2 separate regions of the Sus scrofa genome follow, and region 2 is linked to region 1. Evidence: chromatin contacts called from public HiChIP or PLAC-seq data. All regions are on one chromosome and are shown on one strand. The core of a region is the stretch at or near the end of the contact, and the rest is flanking DNA. Distances in the headings are between cores, read along the strand shown.

Evidence for each region. HiChIP or PLAC-seq counts read pairs in DNA pulled down with a chosen protein or histone mark.
Region 2: an H3K27ac HiChIP or PLAC-seq map of alveolar macrophages shows a contact between it and region 1. The contact joins the promoter of LOC100511183 here to the promoter of ICAM3 in region 1. A contact is called at or near these places in 1 of 5 promoter capture datasets (liver) and 1 of 2 datasets of contacts at active chromatin or transcription factors (alveolar macrophages).

Annotation. Positions count from the first base shown.
Region 1 is chr2:69,147,996-69,153,495 of Sscrofa11.1, reverse strand. ICAM3 (intercellular adhesion molecule 3) reads left to right here and starts at 3,275. Exons shown (of 5, transcript NM_001145379.2): 1 at 3,275-3,621; 2 at 4,583-4,849. The coding sequence starts at 3,531.
Region 2 is chr2:69,108,953-69,114,452 of Sscrofa11.1, reverse strand. LOC100511183 (intercellular adhesion molecule 5) reads right to left here and starts at 3,230. Exons shown (of 11, transcript XM_005654856.3): 1 at 2,781-3,230; 2 at 1,587-1,856; 3 at 1,073-1,393; 4 at 561-848; 5 at 1-52. The coding sequence starts at 2,862. ICAM4 (intercellular adhesion molecule 4) reads right to left here. Exons shown (of 3, transcript XM_003123246.5): 1 at 5,171-5,500; 2 at 4,747-5,052; 3 at 4,400-4,610. The coding sequence ends at 4,492.

The DNA.
Region 1 (5,500 bases), core at 2,026-4,525:
CTCTCCACCCCTCTGCCCATCCACCAAGCCCTCTCATGTTTTGGGTACAAATCCAAATAGGTAGCTTTCACTTTTTTTTTATAATGGTGAAACTTGGGAGTTCCCGTCGTGGCGCAGTGGTTGACAAATCCGACTAGGAACCATGAGGTTGCGGGTTTGATCCCTGCCCTTGCTCAGTGGGTTAACGATCCGGCGTTGCCGTGAGCTGTGGTGTAGGTTGCAGATGCAGCTCGGATCCCGTGTTGCTGTGGCTCTGGCATAGATCAGTGGCTACAGCTCCTATTAGACCCCTAGCCCGGGAACCTCCATATGCTGCAGGAGCGGCCCTAGAAATGGCAAAAAGACAAAAAAATAATAATAATAATGGTGAAATTTACATAAGGCAATTTTCACCATTTTAAAATGTTTTAAATGTATCATTCAATGGCATTAAATACATTCACAATGGTCTATCATCAACATCACTATTGGAGCTCCCTGGTGGCCCAGCCCAGTTAAGGACTTGGCATTGTCACTGCTGTGGCTCAGGTCACTGCTCTGGCTCAGATTTGATCCCTGACCCAGGAACTTCCACATGCAGCAGATGTGCCCAGAAAAAAAAATCACTATCTATTTACAGAACATTTTCATCTCCCCAAAAAAGAAACTGTTCCCATTAAATACTGACTTCCCATTCCCTCCTCCCCCTTGCCCCTGGTATCCATCCTCTATTTTCTTTATTAATTTGCCTATTCTAGGGACCTCATATAAGTAGAAATTTTTCCTTTGGTGTCTGGTTTATTTTGCTTAACATCATGTTTTTAAGTTTCATCTTTGTGGTAGCAGGTGTCAGGATTGCACTCCTTTTAAGGCTGCATAACATTCCATTATATGTACCCACCACATTTGTTTATCCAGTTTTATGTTGTGGGACAGAATTTGGGTTGTTTGCACCTTTCGGCTAATGCTACTATGAACATAGGTGTGCAATTATCTATTTGAATCCTTGCTTTCAGTTCTTTTGGGTATATATTTCTAGGAGTGGAATTGTTGGGTCATATAATTCTGCTTAACTTCTCTCTCTCTCCGTTGCTTTTTTTTTTTTTTTTTTTTTTTTTTGGTTTTTAGGGCCACACCTATGGCATATGGAAGTTCTCTGGCTAGGGGTCAAATTGGAGCTGCAACTGCCAGCCACAGCCACAGCTACAGCAATGCAGAACCTAAGCCACTTCTGTGACCTACACCACAGCTCACAGCAATGCCAGATCTTTTAACCCACTGAGCAAGGCCAGGGATCGAACCCGGGTCCTCCTGGATACTAGCCAGCTTTGTTAACGCTGAGGCGCACTGGGGACTTCTTCTGTTTAACCTCTTGAGGAACCACCAAACTGTTTTCCCCAGTGGTTGCGACACTGCATTCTCCCACCAGCTGAGTATGAGTGTTTCAGTTTCGCTACATCCTTGTCAACACTTGCTGTTTCCTATGTGCTGTTTCCTATGTGTGTTTTCCTATGTTCCTCAGAGGTGTGAAGGGCTATGCTGCTGTGGTGTTGATTTACATTTCCCTAATGACTTGTGATGTTGAGCATTGTTCGTGTGTTTATTTGCCATTTGTATAGCTTTTTTGGAGAAGTGTTGTGTCTTTGCCCAGTTTTGCTTTTTTTTTCTTTGCCCATTTCTGTGTTGGTTTTGTGGTTGTCAAGTTGTAGGCATTCTTTATAAACTAGATATTAGTGCTTTATCAAATATATTATTTACAAAAACTTTTGATTTAGATATTAGTGCTTTATCAAATATATTATTTACAAAAACTTTTGATTTAGTTATTCTCTGAGTACCATGGGGGAAATGGACTTGGCGGAGGCAGGGCAGGCAAGGAGAGATCTGATTGCAAGAGCTTGTTCCAGGTGAGAGGAGAGGAGGTGTGGCCTCAGGGATTCGGAGAGTAGATGAATGCTGAGGAAAAGCACATAGGAAACAGCAAGTGTTGACAAGGATGTAGCGAAACTGAAACACTCATGCTCAGCTGGTGGGAGAATGCAGTGTCGCAGCCACTGGGGAAAACACCATCATAGCCCTCAACAAAGTCCCTCTCTGGAGCTCAGAGCAGAGGCACAGGAGACAGGTCAGTGGTCTGAGAAATGGAGCTGATGGAGGGGATATGCCCACCCGACCCCCACCCCGCAGTCCCTTCTCTTGGATAAAGACCACCTCTCTGGAGGGAAGGGCAAGGGGGGATGGGGATAGGGGGAAGGGGTTACAAATAGCCCCTTGGCAAACGGTGGTTCCAGATTTAGCCATCTCCACACACCCCACCTCGGCACTGCACCCAGGGAATGTGGGGACCTTCCCCCAAGACCCTCAAAGGTAAGGGGCCCTGGGAGTTCCCGTTGTGGTGCAGCAGAAACGAATCTGACTAGGAACCATGAGGTTGTGGGTTCGATCCCTGGCCTTGCTCAGTGGTTCTGGGACCAGCATTGCCATGAGCTATGGTGTAGGTTGCAGATGCGGCAGGGATCCTGCTTTGCTGTGGCTGTGGCATAGGCCAGCAGCTACAGCTCCGATTCAACCCCTAGCCTGGGAACCTCCATATGCCGCGGGTACAGCCCTAAAAAGACAAAAAGACAATAAATAGGAGTTCCCGTCGTGGCGCAGTGGTTAACGAATCCGACTAGGAACCATGAGGTTGCGGGTTCGGTCCCTGCCCTTGCTCAGTGGGTTAACGATCCGGCGTTGCTGTGAGCTGTGGTGTAGGCTGCAGACGCGGCTCGGATCCCGCGTTGCTGTGGCTCTAGCGTAGGCTGGCAGCTACAGCTCCAATTCGACCCCTAGCCTGGGAACCTCCATATGCCGCAGGAGCGGCCCAAAGAAATAGCAAAAAAAAGACAATAAATAAATAAACAAAGGTAAGTGGCCCCCATAGGAATCATTGGGGCAGCCAACACAGAGCCTGGCACAAGTGCCCAATCAGTGTGAGCTCTGTTCATTGTCATGGCTTCACTCATCTTAGGCGGTCTCTCATTATCACCTCCAAATCTCTTCTTTGCCCCCCAGGAAGGTTGAGATCTCATGCTAACTCCTCAAGTCTGCTCATGGTTGCCTCCTTGAAATGTTGCCTTGAAGTCCCACCCTATCTATCACTTCGAGGCAAGTGTCTGAATATCCCCCAGTAACTTCCTGCTTGGGACAGAGCATCTGCCCCACTTCACCAAAGTTCAACAGGAAGATGTTTCACACCCCTCCCCCTAAGGCTTTCCAGTGCTGTTAACAAAGGAAGATGATAGTGTTAGCACTTCCTGTGGGTTCATGTGGGATCAGGGTTTAACTGAGGTCTGCCCTCTCAGAGGCTTGCCAGAGCCTTCCACCCCATTGGGCCCCCCAACTCGGAACCCCGGGGGGGACAGAGTATCCCCTGCCCCTCCCCAGGACTGGACAAGGTGCGGCCCCTGGACTGCAGCCTTCGTAACTGCAGTGACTGTGCTTCCTTCCCCTGGGTGACTCGCTTGCTCCGTGGTAGCCAGCACCTCATTAAGGCAACTTCCTCCTGCAGGATGGCCACCATGGTGCCATCGTGGCTGCCGTCCGGGGCCTACTGGATTTTCCTCATCTCTCTGCTTCTAGTTGCCTGTCTACTACCCCCAGGTGAGGTACAGGGGAGGGCTGGAATTGGGGAATTGGGAGGGGAGGGGAAGGCCCACAGAGCATCTCACACCCTGCTGCCTGGGGCTGTGGTAACTTACGCTTTTTTTTTTTTTTTTTTAAATGAGAGTTGCAACGTTTATTTCAGGTTCTCTCTTTGGGTTTTTTTGTATATTTTTTTTTCTTTTTTGCCACACAGGCAGTATGTGGGAATTCCTGGGCCAGGACAGCAGCACAGCAGCAACCAGAGCCACAGCGGTGAGAACGCAGGAGCCTCAACCTGCTAGGCCATCAGAGAACTCCCAACTTACGCTTCTTTAGCTCTGATCTGCTGGGGGGCTCACCAATGTCCTTGGGAGAGAGTGATGGCTCCTGCACTCAGCCCTCAGGGCTCCCTAAGGCCCAACCCTGCATTTGACTTGTTCCCCGCCACCTCCACAAAACACACACACACACAAATGCACATACATGCATGCGAACACGAAAACACGCATGCAAACACGAAAACACACATGCACACCTGCACCTCTCCCTGCTCCATCTGGAGCCTCCACCTCTGCCTGTGCTCTTCCAGCTGCCAGGATCACCCTTTCACTTGGATAACTCCTTAAACCTTTAAAACTGGCCACATTGTAATGTATACAAGTAAGGATAACCTGACCCCCTTGCTGTACAGTGGGAAAATTAAAAAAAAAAAAAAAACTGGCCACAGTGGTCCTCTCCTCCAGGAGGCCTTCCCTGACTCACTTTCTCCTGGTGACTGGATCAGGGTCTCCTCTGGCCTCTGTCCCAGTTCTCTTGCGTTCCTGGTTCATTGAATGTATTTCTCCACTAAACCGAAACACCTGGAAGGCAGGGACCATCTCAACAAGAGGAGGTGCCGAATGGTGGGGCCTGCTGCAGATGGGATGCGTGGGTTGCGGGGCATTGGAGCCCCCAGCAGAGTTTCCCTTAATTCTTGCAGGTGCTCAGGGGCAGGAGTTCCAGATGAGAGTGGAGCTGCAGCCCCCAGCAGTGCTTCCTGGAGAGTCTGTCTTGGTAAACTGCAGTACAGATTGCCTCCATGCTAAACTCATCTCCGTAGAGACGTACCTACTCTGGGAGCCGGTGGGCAGTGGCCGGGGCTGGGCAGCCTTCCAACTCAACAATGTGACTGGTGACACCCAGTTCTTCTGCTTTGGCCTCTGCGATGACTTCCAGATAGTAAGATCCTCTAACATCACCATCTACCGTGAGTGGCTGTGCCTGGAAGTGGGGCTGGCCTCGGGCAGTAGTGGGGGTAGATGACCAGTAGTGCAGGGGATGGGGGGCAGTGGGGGGGGCACTGAGTTTGCAGGAATGGACTAGGGCTCTGACCCAGAGCTCAGGTCTGGAGGGTGTGTGTGTGTGTGTGTGTGAGAGAGAGAGAGAGAGAGAGAGGTGCATCCCAACCACCTGCCAAGGCAGCAGCTGTGAAATCAATTTATTTGGGTCCCAACAAGCTTTTTTTTTTTTTTTTTTTTTGCCACACCCACAGCATGCAGAATTCCCTGGGCCAGGGATCAAACCCAAGCCACAGGAGTAACCAGTGACAATGCTGGATCTTTAATCCAGTAGGCTATAGGAAACTCCAACTTTTTTTTTAATGGCCACACCCATGGCACATGGAAGTTCCTGGGCCAGGGACTGAATCTGAGCCACATATGTGACCTATACCACAGCTGCAGCAATGCAGGATCCTTTAACCCACTGTGCCAGGCAGAGATTAAACCTGTGCCTTCACAATGACAGGTGCCACTGCAGTTGGATTCTTTTTTTTTTTTTTTTTTTTTTTTTTTTTTTTGTCTTTTTAGGGCCACACCCGAGGCATATGAGGTTCCTAGGCTAGGGTGTAATCGGAGCT
Region 2 (5,500 bases), core at 1,981-4,480, 39 kb after region 1:
TCGTTCTCAGTGGCGTTTAGCTGGAGCTGGGCGGGCTGTCCCGGGACTGCGGCTGGAATTCCGTCTAGTGTGACTAGGGCTCGGGCCCCGGCTGCACAGGTTACTGTCACCGTCTTCCCCTCGGGGGCGTTGGGCTCGCTCAGGGTCAGGAGGGGCTCCGGGAAGCCTGGGGGCGGGGCATTGGCCGGGAGTCCACTGACCACGCCCCTTCTACGGTTCAAGGCTGACCCTTATCAACCCGTACCTTCCCCACTGCAGCCTAACAGTGAGTACTGTGCCTCTCATGCTGTTAGGTTCCGCCCCCTTCTCGCCCCGCACCCTTGAGGTGGTCAAGCCACATTTCTAGGGATCCTCGTCGGGTATGCCAACTTCCCCTTTGGGCAGCTCAGACTCTGCTTCCCCAACTACCATTCAGTCTCAGTCTTTCATCGGCCCCGCGATTTCGGGGCTCCTGGGCCACGCCCATTCCAATACCAAGGCCCAACCCACTGTTTGCCCCGCCTTCGTGTTCCTCTGGCTCCACCCCCGAGCCGCGGAGGTCCCACTTCACTCCCTCTTACTGTAGACAGTCACGTTCTCCCGAGTCTCTCGGCTCTCGCCCCCCAGGGTCACGTTGCAGACCAGCTGCCTGGCGCCTTCCTGCTCTGCGCTAGCTGTGGCTGTGGCAGTGGCCATGAAAGCGTCCCCCTCGAGCGTGATATCGGGACTCAGTCTCTGGTCCCCCAGCGCCAGATAGACCCCAGCCTCCGAGGCTGGAAACAGCCCATCCATAGCGCAGCTCACGAGTCTTCCTGAGCCCACTTCCAAGAGTCGGGGGGCAGCGAGGAGCGGGGGGTCCGGAGGCAGGGCTGGGAGTAGAATAACAGAGCTTGAACTTATGTGTTGAAAGTTCAGTATGTTCTAAGTGCTTTACATGCACTATTTTATGGTATTATCCTAAAGGCACAGAGAGGAAAATAACTTTCAGCTGGTGGGTGTTGGAGTAAGAATTAGAGTTCAGATTTCTCTGCCTCCGAACTTCTTAAACACCGGCCCGACCCCTCTTGGTCCCCTTCTCCTCACATCCACTCACCGAAGGTTCGGAGCTCTCTGGTGGCTGAGCTGTTTTCAAATAGCCCCAGACCATGTGGCCGAAGGTCCAGCTCTGCGCGGCACGAGAAATTGGCCCCATGGTCCTCCCTCCGCGCTAGTACCGTGGCTGTGAGCACCGCGCCCCGCGCTCGGGGTGGCTCCCCGGCGAAGCTGCGGCGGATCAGCTCCTGGGCGCCCCGCAGCAGGGTCAATGTGAGACTCCCACGAGGCCCAGCACCAGGGACCCTACAGCTCAGGGTAAAGTTCTCGCCCACTGGCTGCCAGGCAGGCAGCGGCACCAGCTCTACACGGTCGGGCCGTTCTGCAAGGGGGGAACCGTGGCTGTTGGAAACACCAGGGCTCCTCGGAATGTGGCTTGGAACCCAGGGACAAAGAGGGGGAGGGCGTGCAGACTCAGAAAGAGAGCCAAAGGAGGGAACCCCGTGACCCAGGGGGCGGGGCCTGGAAGGGAGGGAAAGTAGTGGAGTAAGAGAGCATGGCCGCTGAGAACTCACGAAAAGTGCGAATGAGCCCACGCGCCTGCAGAGTGCGCCGCGCGCAGCGGAAGAAGCAGACGGGCTGGGTCTCCGGCTCGCGGATATCCACCAGCTGCCGCGCCAGCCAGCGCAAACCCCTCTGGGTCCCATTCCTGCGAAGCGAGGTCTCCAGGCCACCGCGCTCTGGTCGTGGGCAGTTGGTGCTGCAATTCAGCCACAGCGATCCCCCGCGTTCCACGAGCGCCACGCGGGGCTGCAGGTCCGCCCAGAAAGGCTCCTGTGCTACCGCTGCCCAGAGAAACGCGAGCTCAGCCTGAGAGCCACCTCCCTGAGATCTAAGTGCCCCTATGCCAAGTCAGGGATTCCCGAGGAATGAGTAGAGGCCACAATCAGGAAAAAAAAACTCAGGATTCCCGAGTCCTGCCCAGGCCTGAGGTTTACAAGCACGCTCCCACCGTCCAAACCTCGAGGGTGCCTCTGGTACACGGCAGCAAAGAGCCCTACTCTCAAAGGTGCTGAAGGAGCGATGAGGAAGCATGGGGGAGGGTAGAGATGAGAGGAAAAACGGGGTCTTCAATGCACACAGCAATGTTGGAAGGAGGGGACCCCGGGTTGGGGAAAGGAAACCAACTTGTTCTCAGGGTTCTCGGCCAGGAGAGGGGGAAACTCTGGTTGAAGCAGGGCCAAAAGAGAGATGAGGGTGAGTCAAGGATAAAGAAGGATTCCAAACCCGGGTGAAGAGTAAAGAAAGAGGACATGGGGCTGGGCTCGTGGAAGGAACCGCGGGAACAGCTAAAGGACTCGGTTGCCAGGGCTCTGAGTGAGCTGAAACAGCGCCTCTGACTCATGGCAGTTGGTGAGATGGGGTCTTCACGGATTATGAGTGGGTAAGATGCCAGTCCGTGGACCATGGTGCATAGCAGAGCGTGAGGAAGTACCCCAGAGGGGACCAGGGAGATATGGGGTCTCCAGAGCTCGAGGTTGGGTGCAGAAGATCGCCCAGGATCTCGAAGGTAGGGACGAGCGAGGAGCCAGGAAGCTGGATCTCTAGCGTGTGTTGAGGGGAAGAGGGATAGAGAAGGCCCGAGGCTCAAGGTGGGGGCAGAAGCGTGGGAGCGAGGCGAGGGCGGAGCGAGAAGAGGCTAGTGGCCGCTTCGCAGGTCGAGGAACTCCGCCCCCGCCCTGTCCACCCTGAGCCGGACCGGCTCTTACCTGAGAGGCCGAGGAGCCCCAGGCCCAGGACAGCCCAGAGGCCGAGCAGCGCCCGGTGCAGCCCTGGCGAGGGCCCTGGCATCGCCGCCGCGGGGGAAGCGCAGGAGGCGAGGGGAGCGCGAGCGCTGAGCTGGGCTAGAGGACGGCGCGGCGCGGCGGGTGGGGTGTGGAGGAGGCTGAGTTGCGCTCGGGGATTGGTTTAACGTTGGTAACTTGGTTTCCAAGGTGGGGGCGGCAGCAGAGGCGGCAGGGGGGCGGGAGGGCGAGCGTGAGCCAGGCTCCCGGCCTTGGTGAAGGCGTGCTAGCAGGAGCGAGCGACCCCCGGGGTCTACGTGAAGGCCAGCCCCATCGCCCGGAGCCTTCTGGGGGCGGCTGCGCGCTCCCGCGTCATTCTCCGCGGCGACGCGGAGGTGGGTGGGATGCAGGTTTGCCCTTCTCAAACCCCCACCCCACCCCTTGCTTAGATGCTATGATAATGAGCTAGACTCCGAGCTCCGCCTCCGTATTTAGCCCCTCCTACTAGCGCTCCTTGGGGCGGGGATTGATTAGGGGGCTAGAAGAGATTTGAGAAGCTCAGGCTGTGAAGGAGACTGTTATAGGGGAGGAGGTGGGGATGCCTCTTTCACAGATCCTTCCCCTTTTGACCCCTGGGAGCTGAGGGTTACAGCCACGCCCTATTCCCTCTCTGACTCCGCCCCCGCACGCGACAGAAGGGGCGGGGATGAAAGTGACAGCGAGTTGGGAACACGTGTGCGTGCGCGCAGCGTTCTCGGGCATCTAAATTAGGGTCGGCTCTGCTCTGGGTCTGTATTTACCCAGCGTGCAGCGGGCACGTGTCTACGCTGCGTGTGTGAGCAGGAGCTGCCAAAGAGCACCTCAATCCGCTTTCTGCGCGGCGGCTGGGGCCCTGGAACCATGAGGGCCTTGCCAGGCATCCAGTACAGGCCCAGATTCTGTGTCCACGCGAGATCAAGAGACTAACAGTTGACCCCCGCATCTGGGCACCCCCATGTACCCACCAGGCCCAGTGACCATCCCGACGTTGCCAGGAAGCGAGTCTGACACACACACACACACACACACACAACACACACCACCATATGGTTGTTCCTTACCACAGTCACCACATGGTATTTGTTCTGTGTATCCATGTTCCCCCAAAAGTACATATGACCCCACCCATCTGTGCTCTCACCCCCAGAGCTAATGGTGAAATAGGGGGATTAGTTCTCATCCCACTCCTACCTCGAGGAAAATGCAGAGTCTAAAGTGGAAGGGGGAAGGAAACTTAACATCCAATGAGAGCTGCTGCTGGTAGCTCTGGAGCCAATCAGGAGAAGCCATACCAGGAACAAGCCTTCCCACAGCCTAAAGCCTCCCAAGGCCCAGGATTTGCCCTTCTGCTCTGCACTGATAATTCCTGTGGAAGGTTTTTACTACACCGGCTGGGAATGCAGAGGGATTGCAGCTCCGGTTTGGGAGATCAGAGTTAGGAAACCTAAGATGCCCTCAAGGAAAAAAGGAACTTGGAGAAAATGATAGAGGCAAGGCCAAAAAACAAGACCACTTGGTTAGAGGAGGTGCGCTAATGGGGGACCTTTATGCCCAAGGGTAGAAGCTGGCTGAGGAAGACTTTATTGATCCAGGCAAGGTTCCACAAATTGTTCCAGATTCCTTTTTCCTCCAGCTCAGCCAGCATGGACCACTGCCTCTACCTCTGAGACTGTATCAGTAGGTACTTATGCATGCAAAGGATGCCCATGACAAGAAGGATTCCCACAAGGGCTGCGATGGAGGTGAAGGCCAAGGCTTTGGACGCAGGGCTCCAAGCTGGGGGTGGAAGGGGAGAATTAGGAACAGAGCACTTGCAGATGTGAGGACCCACATGGACATGCTTTCGCTTGGCCCGCACCTCTTGGGGTCATAACCCTTCTCTACTCCTCCCAGGATTATAAGGGTGCCTCACCGAAAACTGGCAGCGTCATGGGTGCCGAACTACTGAGGACCACCAGGCCGTCGAGATTGAGGCGGGCGTGGCAGGTAACAGGCTGCCCAAAGTCACCGGGCCTGACGCTTAACGCGTATGTCAGCGTCACGTTGGCCAGATGTAGGCTGGTGAAGCGCTTCAGGCTCTCGGAGTAGATGACCTGGCCCCCGCGCCTCAGAGTCACCACAAGGAAGCCCACCGGGAACACGTGCGTCACATGGCAGCGCAGAGTGTACTCGCCGCCTGCTAAGACCGGAGGCTCCAGGATCACGCTGCGTGGCTGTTCTAAAGCAAGAGGGGGCCGCTAGGCAAGGTCTGAGGGCTCCCCCTAGCGCGACTGTCAACTACCCCCGCTCCATCCCCCTCCCCGCACCCCAGCCCGGCCTAAGCCCCTGTCCCTCACTGTAGGCGGTAATCCTGGCGGTCGCCCCCCGAGTTTCTCCGGCGCAGGTGACGAAGCAGTGCACATCGGAGCTCCAGGCCCTCACATCCAGCAGCTGGTAGGATACCCAACGTGGTCCACTGAGCGTCTCCCCCCGCCGCAGCTCGGTGTGGAGGCTGGAACCCTCTGGTTGCGGGCAGCTGCTGCTGCAGTTGAGCCACACTGAGCCCCCCGGCGGCACGGCCTTGAACTCGGGACTGATGAGCACCCAGAAAAGTGCTGAGGTCTCCGAGGGCGCGGGAGAACTGCCTCCGGGGCCGTGCGACCGCGCACTCCGGCGCCTCCGCGCGC